2 separate regions of the Rattus norvegicus genome follow, and region 1 is linked to region 2. Evidence: chromatin contacts called from public Hi-C data. All regions are on one chromosome and are shown on one strand. The core of a region is the stretch at or near the end of the contact, and the rest is flanking DNA. Distances in the headings are between cores, read along the strand shown. Region 1 overlaps Nek6 (NIMA-related kinase 6). Region 2 holds the start of Nek6 (NIMA-related kinase 6).

Region 1 (3,548 bases), core at 325-2,824, 71 kb after region 2:
TACTCTAGAATTTCTGCACTACTAGAAGACATGGGACTTTGGCTCTAATCAGTTCTGCACTCCTGTGCTAGTCTGCCAATGGGTACCACTCACCCCACTTCAGTTGCAAGGCAGAAATGAAGACCCCCAGAGCCCTTAGCTTTAATTTCCTAAGGCAACCATTCCATCTCACTAGATATGTGCCTGGCAGGCAGCAGCTCCAGATTCTGCTACTTAGCACAGGGTCTGTCCCTAAACATACCCTACTTTTAAAGTTATCATCATGCTGTATTATTTTGTTATTTTTTGTTGTTTCTCTTTTGGATTGCTTCTAAGTGATTGCAGGGCAGACTTCATCTTGACCTAGCTTTCAAATTTTCACCTGATGGGTCAACCATGGTTCCCTTCCAAAACAGCTTCAGGGATCACTGTCTGTAGTTGATCTTGTACTCCAGATAAGTTGCATATATCATCGTCATCAGCTCATGGATTCCTAGTGTTTTACACAGCAATGAATGGGATCACAAAATGGGCCAGTTAAAGCAGCTCAGTGCTTCAGAAGTTCAGGACTGACCCCCTGAGCCTGAAGTGGATGCTGCAGCCCCAGGGCCTCTGGAACACGCCTGGGCCCTCCTCAGACTCTTTCCTGAGTCCCTAGGACTCTCTGGTCCAGGACTTCCACCTCTCATATTTGCTAGTGACCAACAGCACCCCCAGCAGTAGGCACTGAGATAGAAAATGTTGCAGCCAGCCCAGTGGTGCATGTTTAAGACCCGGGCTTTTTAAGGTCATTATTTTAATTACCATTAAAATAACTAGCACTCTGGCTATCAGAACTAAAGGGATCAGAGGCTTAAGGTGCCCCTCCCCCACCCTGGCGGGCAAAGCCTTCAGTGTCTGGATAATTAAAAGCGTGTCTTTCATGAGCACAATGAAGAGGCCAGGGGGTGTGCAGACTGCAGCCTTGCTGCATGTTAATGCATTTATTATGATCAATAAGCCCTTTCCTTGAGTTTTCTCTGGTTTGGGCTTTGTGTGACTGACAGCGGACATACATGTGCACAGTTGAAAACTGAAGGTTATTTGAGGGTAAAATTCTCAGGGTCTCAAAGCATCACCTTTGGAACCAGATAGGCCTATGCACGTGTGGGATCTGTGTGACCATGTAACTTACCCTGAAAAGTACTGTTCACTTGAAACCATCTGCAGTGCACTGTAAGACTAACAGAATGGTCTTTCCTTGCAGCTTCGGGAACTGGTCAGCATGTGCATCTACCCCGACCCTAACCACCGACCTGACATTGAGTATGTGCACCAGGTGGCTAAACAGATGCACGTCTGGACATCCAGCACCTGAATGCCACACCTCAGCAAAGCCAAACGCCACGTGTCTTACTTGAGTCCTCTCCCCAAGTGGTACCTGGAAGCCCCCACAGCCAAGACCAGAGGACTCTCAGCTGCCTCCCAAAGGTGGCTACCTCTGCCACTGAGCTGAAGGCAGCTGGGTTATGGTCAAACTCCAGAGTCCTTTCTTTGAACTGCTGCAGACAATCTGAGCTGGGCTTTAGTGGGGGAGGGGCTTGGCAGTCATCAAAAGCCCTGTGCCTACTGAAATGTGAACCTCTGCCTGGCTGCCCCAGACCTGTCCAGGCCCACACTGTCAGGAGACCTGAAGGGAGCTGGGTGACTGGTGTGGGCAAGACTCTGTTGGTTTAGTTCTTAGTTCCTTCCTATACAATCAGACTGAGTGCTTCATTTACTCTCTTGTAAAGGGATACAATGAAAATAATGGTTTAGAGTAGGGATTTCGCTAGTATTTTCTCTGCATTTGCTAATTTGATGAATGACAGTGAGGAGGAGCACCTAGCACCCGGCATTTCGGCGTAAGTGGCGTCTGGGAGACAGGAGGGTTCTCATGATCTTCTGATCCCTGCCTTGTACCATCCTCACCTGCTGGAACGCTATGGCTCACTTCAGGACAGTCCACGGCACTTCATCCACCAGGAAGACAGCAAGAAAATGCCAAAAACTTTGCTCTCACACTGTTCTTTTCAAATTCTGGTTCTGTATCTTCCTAGTGACCTGGGCAAGGTGTTGGTCTTTCTGGGCCTTCGTTTCCTCATCTGCAAATGGGACTAATAAGGTATCTATCTTCCAGGTGGCTGACAGGATTTAAACAAAAGATGTTATTCAGCTGGGCCAGTTTAAGCATGTTATCCCAGCACTTGAGAGGTAGAGGCAGGAGGATCAAGAATCCAAGGTTGCCCTGAGCAATACAGGAAGTTTGAAACAGGAATGAACTACATAAATAAGACCCTGTCTCAAAAATAAACCAACCAACAAAAGCCAAACCAACAGAGATGCAGATCAGCCAGCAGTGGCAGGTGATCCAAAAATATGGCCTGTCACCCCTTCAGAAAATTCAAGTCATGGACCATTCGTGTCAAGAATTAAAATATAATTGTATTATGTGCAGGAAAAGCAGAAATATGTTCACTTACTTTTTATTCCCAACAGGATTAACTGTGAAGACTAACTTATAAATGTGAATTTAAGGAAACTGAAGTGTTGGAGGAAACAGTCTGAATTTTGTTCTTCTATGCTAGTGGTTCTCAATGTGTGTATCGAGATACCCTTGACAAACCTGTCTCCAAAAGTATGCACATAACGATTCATAACAGTAGCAACATTACAGTTAGGAGGTAGCAGTGAGAACAATTTTATGGCTGTGAGTTACCATAACACGAGGAACTGTATTAAAGGGTCGCAGCATTGGGAAGATTGAGAAGCACTCGTTTATGCAATATTCAAGAAGTAACCGCTTGGTGACAGGCCTGTGCTCCTGTGTCTTGGAACTTTCAGGCTAGCCACTGCCCTCTGAGCAGGCCTATACTCCAGATGCAGCCTCCACTCAGACCAAACTCCCCATATTTTAGACAGAACGGGGTCCCTGACTCCATGTCAGTGCTGTCTCGGACTGCAGACCAAACCCAGCACACAGCAGCAGCACAACTTCTTGAGGTGCCTTTAGAAACAACCTGTGAGGCCCCAACAGTCCAAGTAACACCAGGCTATGTTTAAGTTCCCCAAATAATTCTGACACTCATCAGCCAAGCTGCTGCCCTCAATAAATACACTGTACCCTTTCGAGCAGTTTGCACAAGGGAATCTGCACTCCAGTGTCCAGCCCCAGAATACTCACTCTGGGGAAGGATCAAAGTCACTGCTTCCTACCCAGTACTAACTCCTCAAAGTTTTCCTAACTCTTTCCCCCCCCCCCTTTTTTTTTCTTCCGGAGCTGGGGACTGAACCCAGGGCCTTGCTCTTGCTAGGCAAGCGCTCTACCACTGAGCTAAATCCCCAACCCCTTCCTAACTCTTTGTAAGAACTGTTTCTGTTCTGTCTGTGGTACGAGTAGCCTCTGCAAACCAAAGAACTTAATTTCAGCACTCCGCCCACTGTCCATACCCAAGAGAACCATCTGTCTAATAAAATGGCCCTTGGGATGTGCACAGTCTCCACCAATCACTATCTAGAGAAGCAATGCAATGCTATATCCAATTACTGCA
Region 2 (3,585 bases), core at 405-2,904:
AAAAAAAAAAACAAAAAAACAAAACAAAACAAAACAAAAAAAAAAACAGTCATTCATGTGTGCCCGCACATGCTGCAATCCAGTGTATATGTACACATCAGAGACAACTTGTTGGAGTCAGTTCCCTCCTCCCAGAGGCAGGGACCAGCCTGGCTGCTCTGGGTGGGTGACCATGCCTTTCTTATACCAGTGTCCTAGAACCAGGTTGCCTAGCAATAAGGTGCTGAAACCAGAAATCTGTCATCTGCTTCCAGTTCAACCAGTCACCACCTGGGGGACTTTGCACACAGGCTTCATTAAAGCTATCTAAGAAGTGGGCACACAGGTGGCATGGTGCCTCCCTCACAGTAGCTGAACACCATGAGGCAGGCCAAGGGAGCAGTATACAGGTCGTGAGCCTCATTACTGTGGACTCGAGTAGAATAGGTAAAACGGAACATAATCAGCCGGATGCTGTCCTGTGCCCATACTAGTGCAGCAGATTAATGGACAGCTGGAAGGTGCTCTGGGGACACAGACAGTCTAAAAGAATCAGAAGCGGCAATACCTGTCCCAACCAGGAGCAACCTTTCTTGAGGGGAAGTGAGGGTCTCCAGACATCCTAATGGGGTTGTTAAGTATTCATAGATGAAGGCTTTAAAAAAAAAAAAAGGGTTAGGGATTTAGCTCAGTGGTAGAGCGCTTGCCTAGGAAGCGCAAGGCCCTGGGTTCGGTCCCCAGCTCCGAAAAAAAAGAACCAAAAAAACAAAAACAAAAACAAACAAACAAAAAAACCAACCAAACAAAAAAAAAAAAAAAAAAAAACCACGCCATTCCGTGTGCATTTGGAGGACATGTGGAGGTTAGAGGCAATTTGCTAGAGTTCTTTGCTAGAGTTCTTTCCTCCCTTCGTGTGGGTCTGGAAGATCAAACTCAGGTACTCCCCACCCAGTCCCCAGGGTATGTGGCTGGCCCCTAGTGGAGCCGCTTACTCCTTCTAGAACCTTCTGCACCCTGATGCTTGGCTGGCCTGGGACTCTCAGGAAAGCAGTATCCCCAGGAGATACTAGCGCTTTGGAGACAGGGATTTGGATTTATCCTAGGGGCCTACTTTTGTAACTGTATTGAGCACTATTTGTACACTTTTTGTACTATTGTTCATGCTAATTTTTTTTTAAGACAGAGTCTCATGAAGCCCAGACTGGCTTGAGATTTGCTAAATAGCCAAGAATGAATGAATTTCAAACATTCCTGCCTCAGCCTTCGTAGTCAGGGATGACAGGTACCTAATTTCCCTAGTGCTGAGATTAAGAAAGCATTCTATCAACTGAACTGCACCTTCTTCTCCACTCTGTTGGATGGGTCAATTTCAGTCCTGCAAGGGCTGTGATAGGAGCAATGTCGGCTGATGGGGAATTCATGGGTGTGGGGAAGGGTCCACAAGTTGGTTACCCAGCGAATCTGCATCTTATAGAGTCTAGAGCCCGCGCAGAGGGGTTCAGTGGCCAGGATTTGGAGTCTGAGCCTCAGTCTTCCAACCTGGGCTGGACGATTAAGCACCCAGGCTGGGAGCGCGCCCCCGGCGCCCCCTAGCCTGCGTGGCGGCCGCGCGCACCGGCGCAGGGGGCGGCGCGGCCCCGCGGCGGGGAGGGGCGGGCGCGCGGACGCGCGCAGAAGCGGCGGCTGAACCCGGCGGACTAGCTGCGGCCGCAGCGCCGCCAATTCGCGTGCGACTCGCGCTTGCCCGCCGCCGAGAGAGCCGCCAGCGCCGGTGAGTGGCCTGGGACCAGCGAGGGGCGCGGGCCAGGGCGTGGGGCCTTTACCCGAGGCGTTGTGGGCGCGCGCGCGTGCCCGGGGAGTCGGCGGGGACGCCCGCAGGAGGCCGAGGTATCTGCGGCGGGCTCCATCCGCCCCGCTGCGCGGGAGTGCGTGCGTGTGCACATCAGGGGCCCCGACTGTGAGTTTGGGGTGGACCGGTGCGTGTGGACTGGCTTCGCTTCGGTTTATCGGTTTATCGTGTGTTTACTGTGGATGCCAAGGAGTACGTGTGCCCACGTGTCTGAACGTTCCCGAGTGAGTGTGTGCACACGTGCACGGGCAAAAGTGTACAAATTCCATACGAGTGTGTGTTTAGGATCCAGGCTGAGCACTCCACACTGCAGGCCAGTGTGTGTGTGAGGTGTCGGCTGACCCTGTCCGGAGACGGTGCTGGGTCGGATTCCGTGAGTCTGGGACCCTGGGACAGACACGCAGATCCCCCAGGTTCTGATTCTGGTGAAAGCTGCTCAGTCTGGCCTTGGCAGAACTCTGCATGGCCACGCAGGCTGAGGAGGGGGCTGCGCTGCACTTGAATTGAGGTTTTCTAAATACGTCTTAGTTCCCTGGCTTTGTTCGTGGCTGTTTCTAGCTAGGCCAGATTTAGACTCTGCCCCCCATATCTAGGGGTTAGGCCCTAGGGAGACCCAGGGCCCTAGATACTTGCTCTCTCTGCCTGCTCCTCTAAGTTAATCATATTCCCCTGATTTATCTGAGCCCCAGAGGCAGTAACAAATGGGTGACAGCACGCTTGGGACACATCCTTAAGGGCTGTTCGTGACGTTTTGATTGACAGTTTGTGCGTGTGTGTTTGAAAGTTTCAACGGCTTTAAAGCAAACTTTAGAAAGTTTCTGTTCAGAGTTTTACACCACTTGCAAACTACAGGTTGACTTATTGAGGGGAAAATGTCCTCACAGGAGTCTGGTGTGTGTAAAAGGGCATGTTAAAAACCCTGTTGCTAATGGGAGAAGAATTTCATTGAATGGGTGCCTGACTCCCAACAGGAGGAACTTAACCAGTGAACTTTGGACATCATCTTTCAGCACACAAAACCTGGAAGGAAACAAAAAAGACCCACGTTCTTTTTTTTCCTCTTTGTCCTGAAAACTGGAGAAGAAAAAATATCCCCACCTTCTGGATGTGTTGAAACTGTTCCCCTCCCCCATCAGGCCCAGGCTCTCCCTGGATCCCCCACCCCCAAATAAAATATGCCTGTGGGGAGCGGAGGAGTGAGTCACTCCCTGGCAGAGGGCCCCACGGCAAACATTTGGGAAGGTTCTTGCCTAACTTCCCAGAAGAAAAGGCCCGGGATTTAAAATGGTCCCTGTGGTTGTAAGCCTCCGAGCCCCGTCTGCTTCAGAGATGACTACAAAAGTCATTTGCTGTCTTTAAAAAGCCCAAGTCTCAGACTTAAGTGTTGACCGGCCAGGATTTAGAGCCGTTTAGGTTCCCAGAAATGGAGATGCTGACCTTTCCAGGTGGCACATGGTGCGGGAAAGGAGGAGGGAAAGGAGTTGGATCCTTTACAGACTGTGTGCTGAGAGAGGTTCTGGGGGTCCTTAACTCTCCTGGTATTCCATTCTGTTTTTGGGTTTGTGCCCAAGGCATCTGAATCATAGAAAGATCAAATGTGTCCCAGGCCACGAGAGAGAGGGTGGTGGCCAAAGTCTGAGCCACCTGCCTGCCTTCTAGGCCTTCCTCCTTCACTGAGCCCAAGACTTGACATTTGACTTCCTAAGGTGCACAGCTTGGGCACTGAGGACTTGAACACTCATGTCCTCATTAGGACT

The links. Hi-C and Micro-C count contacts between places; a contact is called where the count stands out from the background.
Region 1: a contact with region 2 is called in a Hi-C map of liver, with 1.9 times the contacts expected there. The contact joins the enhancer-like site here to the promoter of Nek6 in region 2. A contact is called at or near these places in 2 of 12 Hi-C or Micro-C datasets (Schwann cells and liver).

The regions. Positions count from the first base shown.
Region 1 is chr3:42,763,442-42,766,989 of GRCr8, forward strand. Nek6 (NIMA-related kinase 6) reads left to right here. Exons shown (of 10, transcript NM_182953.2): 10 at 1,226-2,585. The coding sequence ends at 1,336. Among named protein-coding and RNA genes, the nearest start is that of Psmb7, 62 kb to the right of the region's middle. Within about 2 kb of position 1,575, at least 3 of the 93 cell types and tissues checked have an H3K27ac peak or open chromatin away from gene starts, as enhancers often do. A contact at or near this core is called in liver, where this site is marked.
Region 2 is chr3:42,692,340-42,695,924 of GRCr8, forward strand. It overlaps Nek6 (NIMA-related kinase 6), which reads left to right and starts at 1,655. Exons shown (of 10, transcript NM_182953.2): 1 at 1,655-1,750.